2 separate regions of the Mus musculus genome follow, and region 1 is linked to region 2. Evidence: chromatin contacts called from public promoter capture Hi-C data. All regions are on one chromosome and are shown on one strand. Each heading gives the region's core, a stretch centred on a gene start, on an enhancer-like site or on the middle of the called end of the contact. The rest is flanking DNA. Distances are from core to core; before and after follow the strand shown.

Region 1 (3,486 bases), core at 530-3,029, 290 kb after region 2:
CAGGGGGAAGGGCTGGGAGAAGGGGCAGAGGGAACCAGGTGCAGCGGCCAGGTCAAAGGTACAAATAGGGCGAGTAACCAAGATGTCTGGGTTATATGGGGAAGAGCCTCTGGGGGGAAGGGCAGGCAGCCCCTGGGCTGGGGAGTTCAGGGTAGAGGGCAGAGTGTGCTAGCCATACCCTCTAACAGGCAGGGAATGAGGGATGCTAGGAGAACCTGGAGACCAGGTCCGATTGGATGTATCAAATAGGCACCTTGGCCCTTTGTCCTGGCTTTGAGAGCTAATGGTTTGTTTCATGAAGAAGCCAGAGGAAGCTATCCAGTGTCTTGCCCTGCTTTTCTCCGTCATGGTAGGGTCTCTCATGGAAGTGGAAGGCAGATTGCAAGCTCTTGGGGTCCTTTTGTCTTCAGCCCCCACGTGTGGGGGTTACAGGCTCATGCTGGCTTTTTAAAAATTATTATTATTAAATGTGGGTGCTAGGATCTGAATTCATTTCTTTAGAACTGCCCAGCAAGTGTTCTTACTCTTTGAGACATCATGTGTGTGGTGTGTGTGTGTGCATGCCTGTAAGATGGAGTGAGTGTGGAGGTCATTGGACAACTTGTAAGACTCAGTCCCTTCTTTCACTGTGTCCAATGGATGGAACTGAGTGTCAGGTGTGGCACTTTTACCTATGTAAATGGCTGTGCACGTCTGCGTATTGTCAGGCGGTCAAAAGAGGGCCCTGGAATTGGACTTTCAGGGGTTTACTAGTCCCTACAGTAGCGCTAGGTATAGAAACTGTGTCTTCTGGAAGAGGAGCCAGTGTTTTTAACAACTGGGTCATCTCTCCAACCCTTCCCTGTCTTATTTTGACTAGAACCAAATGTAAGCGAGTTGAATCAATGTGCTCCCCTAGAGCAAGAGCAAGGTAGTGCTCCACCGAGGTCTTACACATCTCTTTCTACCCACTGTGCTAAGCACTACCTCCCAGTTCTCTAAGAAGAGCTGCACTCATCATGGCCCAAGTTTTATCCGAAAGGGCTGGCTGTAACCTCTCTTAGTAAATCCTTATTGATTTTTCAGGATTCAGTATAGGTCTTTTTTTTTTTTTTTTTTTTTTTTAAAGAAGGCATTTTGGGACATTTTCCTTCTTCCAACGTCAGGACTGCAGAACTGTATTCGCATATACCTGTCTCCTATCCTCAGGCACACACTAGGCACTAAACCAGCTTGATTTGGCCACTCGAGGGTCCCTAGGCCGGGAGTTGAGTTAGCAGGGGCTTGTCTACACCAGAAGCAGGCCAGCAGAGCAGCCACCAAATAACCAGAAAGTCACTCTCACAGGTGCAGAGGAGCCCAGCACACTGCACACTTCCCCCGCTTCACTCTCATTGGCTCAGCCTGCCCGCGCCCATTTCCCGCCCCCGGCCCGCCTCCTGGCCGCCTGGGGACGCGGAGAGCTCTGCGCACGCGCCGAGGGGCGGGGCTCGCCCCATAAGGGTGGGGCGGGGGCCCAGGGAGCCGGACCAGGGAGCGTCGTTGCGCGGCAGTTGCGTCCTACCTCGCGCGCAGACCCCGGGCGGGGGCGGGGCCGAGGCGGCCGCTGAGGCGGCTCCCTGTTCTGGTCCCGCCCCCTCCACCCGCCCCGCCCCCTCCACCCGCCCCGCCCCCTCGGTGCGCTGCTCTCCGGCTCCCGCCGCGCTCGTGTTCTCGTCGCCTGCGGCCTCTTGCTCTGCTTCCCCGCGGCCGAGAGCGGGACCAGAGAGTCCTTCTGGTGGGCGGCGCGGGGCTGCGCGCGTCCGGCATCCCGGGGCCGCTCGGGCGGGCCGGCGAGGGAGCCCCTCGGCGGTCCATGCATCCGCCGCCGCCCGACGCCGGCGTCGCGATGGATTTCGGGCAGAACAGCCTGTTTGGCTACATGGAGGACCTGCAGGAGCTCACCATCATCGAGAGGCCGGTCCGCCGGAGCCTCAAGGTGCGCGGGACCGAGAGACGCTCCCCTCAGGGCTGCCCGCCGTCCGACTGCCCCTCGGCGCTCCAGCGCCAGTCGCCCTGTCACCGCAGCCGCTTCAGAGCTTCATTCCCTGCCGCAGCCAAGGGTCGGCCTGTCCCTGACCCCTGACTGGAACCAGTCCCTTACCCTGGCTAGAGCTAGCCCTGCCTCCTGACTGAGGCTAGTCCCTTCCTCTGACTGGAGCCGGCTGGGTCCCTTGACTACGGCCAGCCCAGTCTCCGAACTGAAATCAACCTGCCCCTGACTAACTGGAATCAGCCGGGCCCCCCCGACTTGGTCCCCCGACTGCGGCCAGCCCTGCGCCCCACCCGGCTCCGGCCTCCCCCAGGAACGGCCAAGCCGCTGTTCTCGGGGCCAGCCTCCGCAGCCAGCTCCTCAGCCCGTGGTGCTGTCCCAGGTTCTGGTCGCTGGCCCATCCTGGGTTTCACACAGCCCTAGTTCCATCTCTCGCCCGGACGTCTCAGGTCCCATCCTTTCACGGTCCTACCCCCACCTCTGCATAAGATCAAGCTTGGGTCTCCCCGTGCAGCATGGCCTCCTTCACCTTCCAAGGAGAGGCACCCTTCCCAGAGTCGCCCTAGTTTAGGGTTTGAAAGCTTCTCCTCAACCCTTGCCTCCCATCCTGAGTCACCATGCATCCTTTTCCTCCCAGGTCCTCCAGGACTGTAGGCGGGACCCTGCTCCCCAGCCCCCTTGAGGGGAGTCAACCTTCTGTTTCCCCCCCTACCTCGCTCCCCAACCCCGCAGAGTCATCTTTCCAGCCTTGTGGGGTTTCAACCCTCATCCTCACAGATGACAAACCTAGTTTATGGGCCCCTTCCCTACCCTTCTTGCCAGTTCTTCATTACCTTTCTAGAGCCTTTGATTTTCTTTCCGTCTGAGTTCATTCGGTTCCCAACAGGAGCTACAAAGCTTGTCCTTTCTGTTTTATTCAACTCCCCTTTAAAGCATTTCCCAGTGTGGAAAATGTTGTAGCGGCTTGGGGTACTGCGTTGAAGACAAAAAAATATGTGAATATATAGGTAAATATGTTCACATGTGGTATGTATGTGTAATGAAGTTGATTCCATTGAGGTCCTACAGTCTATAAGGCAGAAGAGTACAGATAGTCCCCCCTCTCAGCACTCAACTGGAGATCTGTGTTTAATATGGTGTAGAACAATCCTCAGATTCCAGATTAGTTGTCATTGCTATAATTGTGAATTTTTACCAATAGGGTCTTCAAGGGTCTTTGGGAGCCAACAGTGACCAAATGTTTGTGTGCCTAATTTGCATTTTATCCTTGACAGACACCAGAAGAAATAGAAAGACTGACTGTTGATGAAGATCTCAGTGATATTGACAGGGCTGTTTATCTGCTCAGGTAGGTCTCACTCTTTCTTGCAAATTGCTGCCCTTTGCCTGTTGGGCAAACATGAGCTGTTTCTGAAATGTCATGTCTCAGTTGCTGAGGGTGTTCAGACGGACTGTTCCCCTTGAACAGGGTACTT
Region 2 (3,492 bases), core at 876-3,375:
TGGCCCGCACAATTTAACTCAAGGATTCTTTTCTAATTGATTTTCATGAGAATTGATTTGTATTGAGTCTGAGAATCTGAAACACGCATGCACAAATGCTTTTGTAAACACTGCCAGGCTGTAGGACATGACAGAGCAGGGGCTTTGTTTTGTAGTCCTCTGATGGGTAGAGCAGGTGGCATGGCTCTTCTCTTTAGAGCCCTCTAACTTACATGACAGCTCTGTTGTCCCTGTCTTCCCTCCTCTCTCAGTCCTAGCTGAAAGGTTTTGGGAAGACAGAGAACTAGGCACCTGGGTACACAGACAGGTGAACTCTGCAATGGGGCTCAGCTAGAAGTTGAACAAAAGGACCTTGTCTCAATGGTCCAAGTGTTGAGAAATGACATCCCCGATTCCCGAGAACACACAGTACATTTAAATAACACAATCATAAGCCAGAGGCTGGCCAGAGCAGAGAAAGTAGAAACCTTGGCCTGAGCTAATGGTGGGATGCCTCTAGAGAGTCATGGAAGCCAGGGAGTGTCTCTGCCCAGTGGATGTAACATCTCACACCCCAGCAACAGCAAGGACAGCTACTAACCATGTTTCCTGGGGTCCAGGTGATGTATCAAGCAAACAAGTACTGGCCCCATAACAAGCAGGAAGGAGAAAACCAGGATCAGACCTTAAGTTTCTTGTTTAGTCACCTTGCTGGTAAAGGACTGGTCAACGGGGGTTTAAGGGCAGGACTAGAGAACATCCCATCCAATCACCTCGAGTAACTGGAGTTAGTGGGGGCTTGGTCTCTGTCCTGAAGACTGGGAGGTCAAAGGTGAGGGTTTGTCCTCCAGCAGTCTTGACAGACTGTGTTTTGCATGAATCGTGGGTCACCATCCACCTCCCCAGCCACCACTTAGAAGAAACACAGCCCTTACCCCAGGTTGGAGACAGTTAGTTGGAAGGCTAATTTGAAGTTTAGGGGTCGAATCTGGTAGGAAACAAGGCACCACTGTGGGATTTTTTTTTTGGGGGGGGGTTGGGTTTTTTTTGGTATTGTTGTTTGTTTGTTTATAAGTTTGTTTCTTTCCATAAAAGCTGCAGTAGAGTTCACTATGAGGTCTTAGCACCTTCCTATATCACGTTCATTCAGTACTGCAGGCCTTAGGCCACAACTGAGACTCTTTGCAAAGTTTCTTATTTTTTTTCAGGGTCAGAGCATGTTATACTTGACCAGTTTTTCTTCCTCCCCAAGTATCCCCAAGACCACTCAGTAGGTGGCTGTAGGGGGAGCTCTGAAGTGACCCTACCCCCTTCCCAGGAGGCCTCTGCCCGCTTCTCACCTGAACTAAACCCCAGAGTGGGTGCAGCGCACAGTGCAGCAGAAGTGAGGGCCAGCAGCAGCCATGGCGCAGCACCAGGTCCCGGAGTAGCATCTCGGCCTGCGGCGCCCACTGGTGAGCTAACTGTCAAGGGAGCAAGGCTTGAGTCAGGTGGACACTGCATAAACCATAGCACCAATTCAAGAACCAACTCGATGAGGACTCACTTGCCCCGCACTTTGGGGCACCTGCGCAAAGCAAGTCTTCATCTTCCTTCCAGTGCGCACACACTTGCTGACTCTCGGTGCTTCCCAGAACTCACACCTACCTATCCTGGAGCACACCCCCTCCCCTTCAGAATACCGCATGCACACCTTGATCCCGTGCACACCCCCAGAAACATCCAAACACACTTATTGAACCTCATACAAACCCAGAAACGGCCATGCACAACTCTGACTAGGAGTACGCTTCAAACCCAGAGTGAATCACTCACTCTGCGCGCGCACGCACTGTGACCCCCATGCACCGCCACCGACTCCCGTCCGCACACTTGACTCTGCTTGCACAGTACCACCAAATCACTCGCTGCATGTAGTCTTTCTGCCCCAGGGACTTCAGTGCGCACACTGTCTCATAGGCACCTCCGTACGTGCCCCCATTTGCCGCCCAAACCCCAGCTCCTGTTCCCGGGCAGGCGTAGGTTTTCCTGCACGCCCCCATCACCGCCCGCACCCCTCCGATGCCTCACGCCACCTTGCCTGGTGGCGACCCCCACCGATCGTCGACACGGAGAAGGGAGGTCAGGGTTGCCCCCACAGCAGCTCTGCTCTCAGCAGCCGGACGGCCCCCATTTAAAGCCAGCCGCCTCCCCAGTCCCCCGCCCTCTAGGCGGGGCCTCTAAGCTCACCCTGGCGGCTGCGCGCGCGCTCGGGGGCTTCACTTGCAGAGGACGAGCGCGGGGCGCTGGAGCAAAAGTTTGCGCGCTGCTTGGGCCTCCAGGGCAGCTGATCTGGGAGACCGGGGCGCGGCGCACTCGCACGGAGCTCCAGGCTCCGCTTGGCCGCGCGCGGGCCGGGAAAGGCGGCCACTTCCGAGGTCGGGCAGCCCAGGCAGAGGGTGGGGAAAGTGTCCTCGGGTCCTCCGCGAGCGGGCCGCAGGAGTCCTCCTTCAGCCCAGCCACGGGTCCCTGCGCCGCCCCGGTCCCCGCCCTTCCTGGTGGCGCCGAGCGGCTGCCCGGGGCGCAGGGTGCCCGGGGCCCGCGGGAGGCAGCGGGCGAGAGGCGCCGGCCCGGAGCACCCGCTCCGGCAGCAGGGCCGCGGGCGGAGGCGAAATAAATAATGCACGAAAAAGGAAAACAGACGTGAGCGGAGCCAGAGCCTCGCCCGCCTCCCTCCCGGGCTGCACTCCCGCCCGCGCTCCCCGCTGCCGCGGCCGCCAGCGCCGCTGCAGTGATTCCTCGTCTCCATCTAGCGAGGCTATTGTGTATTGGGCGCTTAATAATTTATTTATTCACCCTAGAGGCCGAGGACTCCCAGTGACAGTGGCAACCTGCTTCTGCTTGCCCTTCCCTCAAGTTCATCCCCCAGGCTGCGGGAAGGTGGTAGTAAGGTCTGACTAGTGGGGACCCCGTCTGTACACTATCATAGCGGCGCCCCCTTTCCCCTGTGTGTGCTGAGCTAGGATGGTGCTGGCTAGCCCTCCAAAGCAATGTGCCTGACCTCCCTCCATTTGGCAATCATGACCTCGGGACCTCTCTATTAACTCCGCTGTGTCTTAGGGGGAGTTGTGACATTTCAGGGAAAGCCTTCTCCCCAGGACTTTTCCTCCACTATCCACAAACTCCTGTTTGATGCAAGATTATCAACAAGTCGGTTCTTCAGGAAGGAGCTGGTTGCATCTCGTTCAAACAAGCTGCATGCTGCTCCTTCCTACAGGAGCCTTCCCAGGCGCCACGCAGGCGCCCTGCTCATCTGGTGATAGCGCTTTATTAAATGCTCTGATTGATGTTCCCTGGAGGTGGGGGTGTGACCATTCCAGTCAAAGTCGCAAAGAGCTGGGCAATTCTGCCTGGGGTTAGGTAAGAGAACCGGAGGCTTATAACCGAGGGTAGATACCACAGCCCACTGGTTAAGAAAGTTACTTAGTTCCCCTTGGCTGTCCCCAAGTCACTCCAGGTAAACTCACAAAAGTA

Evidence for each region. Promoter capture Hi-C pulls out the DNA fragments that hold promoters and counts their contacts.
Region 1: a contact with region 2 is called in a promoter capture Hi-C map of pre-B cells, with 4 times the contacts expected there. The contact joins the promoter of Ppp4r4 here to the promoter of Prima1 in region 2. A contact is called at or near these places in 2 of 39 promoter capture datasets (the C10 cell line and pre-B cells), 1 of 484 Hi-C or Micro-C datasets (embryonic stem cells) and 1 of 9 other capture datasets (liver).

What each region holds. Positions count from the first base shown.
Region 1 is chr12:103,530,786-103,534,271 of GRCm38.p6, forward strand. Ppp4r4 (protein phosphatase 4, regulatory subunit 4) reads left to right here and starts at 1,780. Exons shown (of 25, transcript NM_028980.3): 1 at 1,780-1,957; 2 at 3,286-3,359. The coding sequence starts at 1,835.
Region 2 is chr12:103,240,021-103,243,512 of GRCm38.p6, forward strand. Prima1 (proline rich membrane anchor 1) reads right to left here and starts at 2,126. Exons shown (of 5, transcript NM_133364.2): 1 at 2,055-2,126; 2 at 1,320-1,442. The coding sequence starts at 1,412.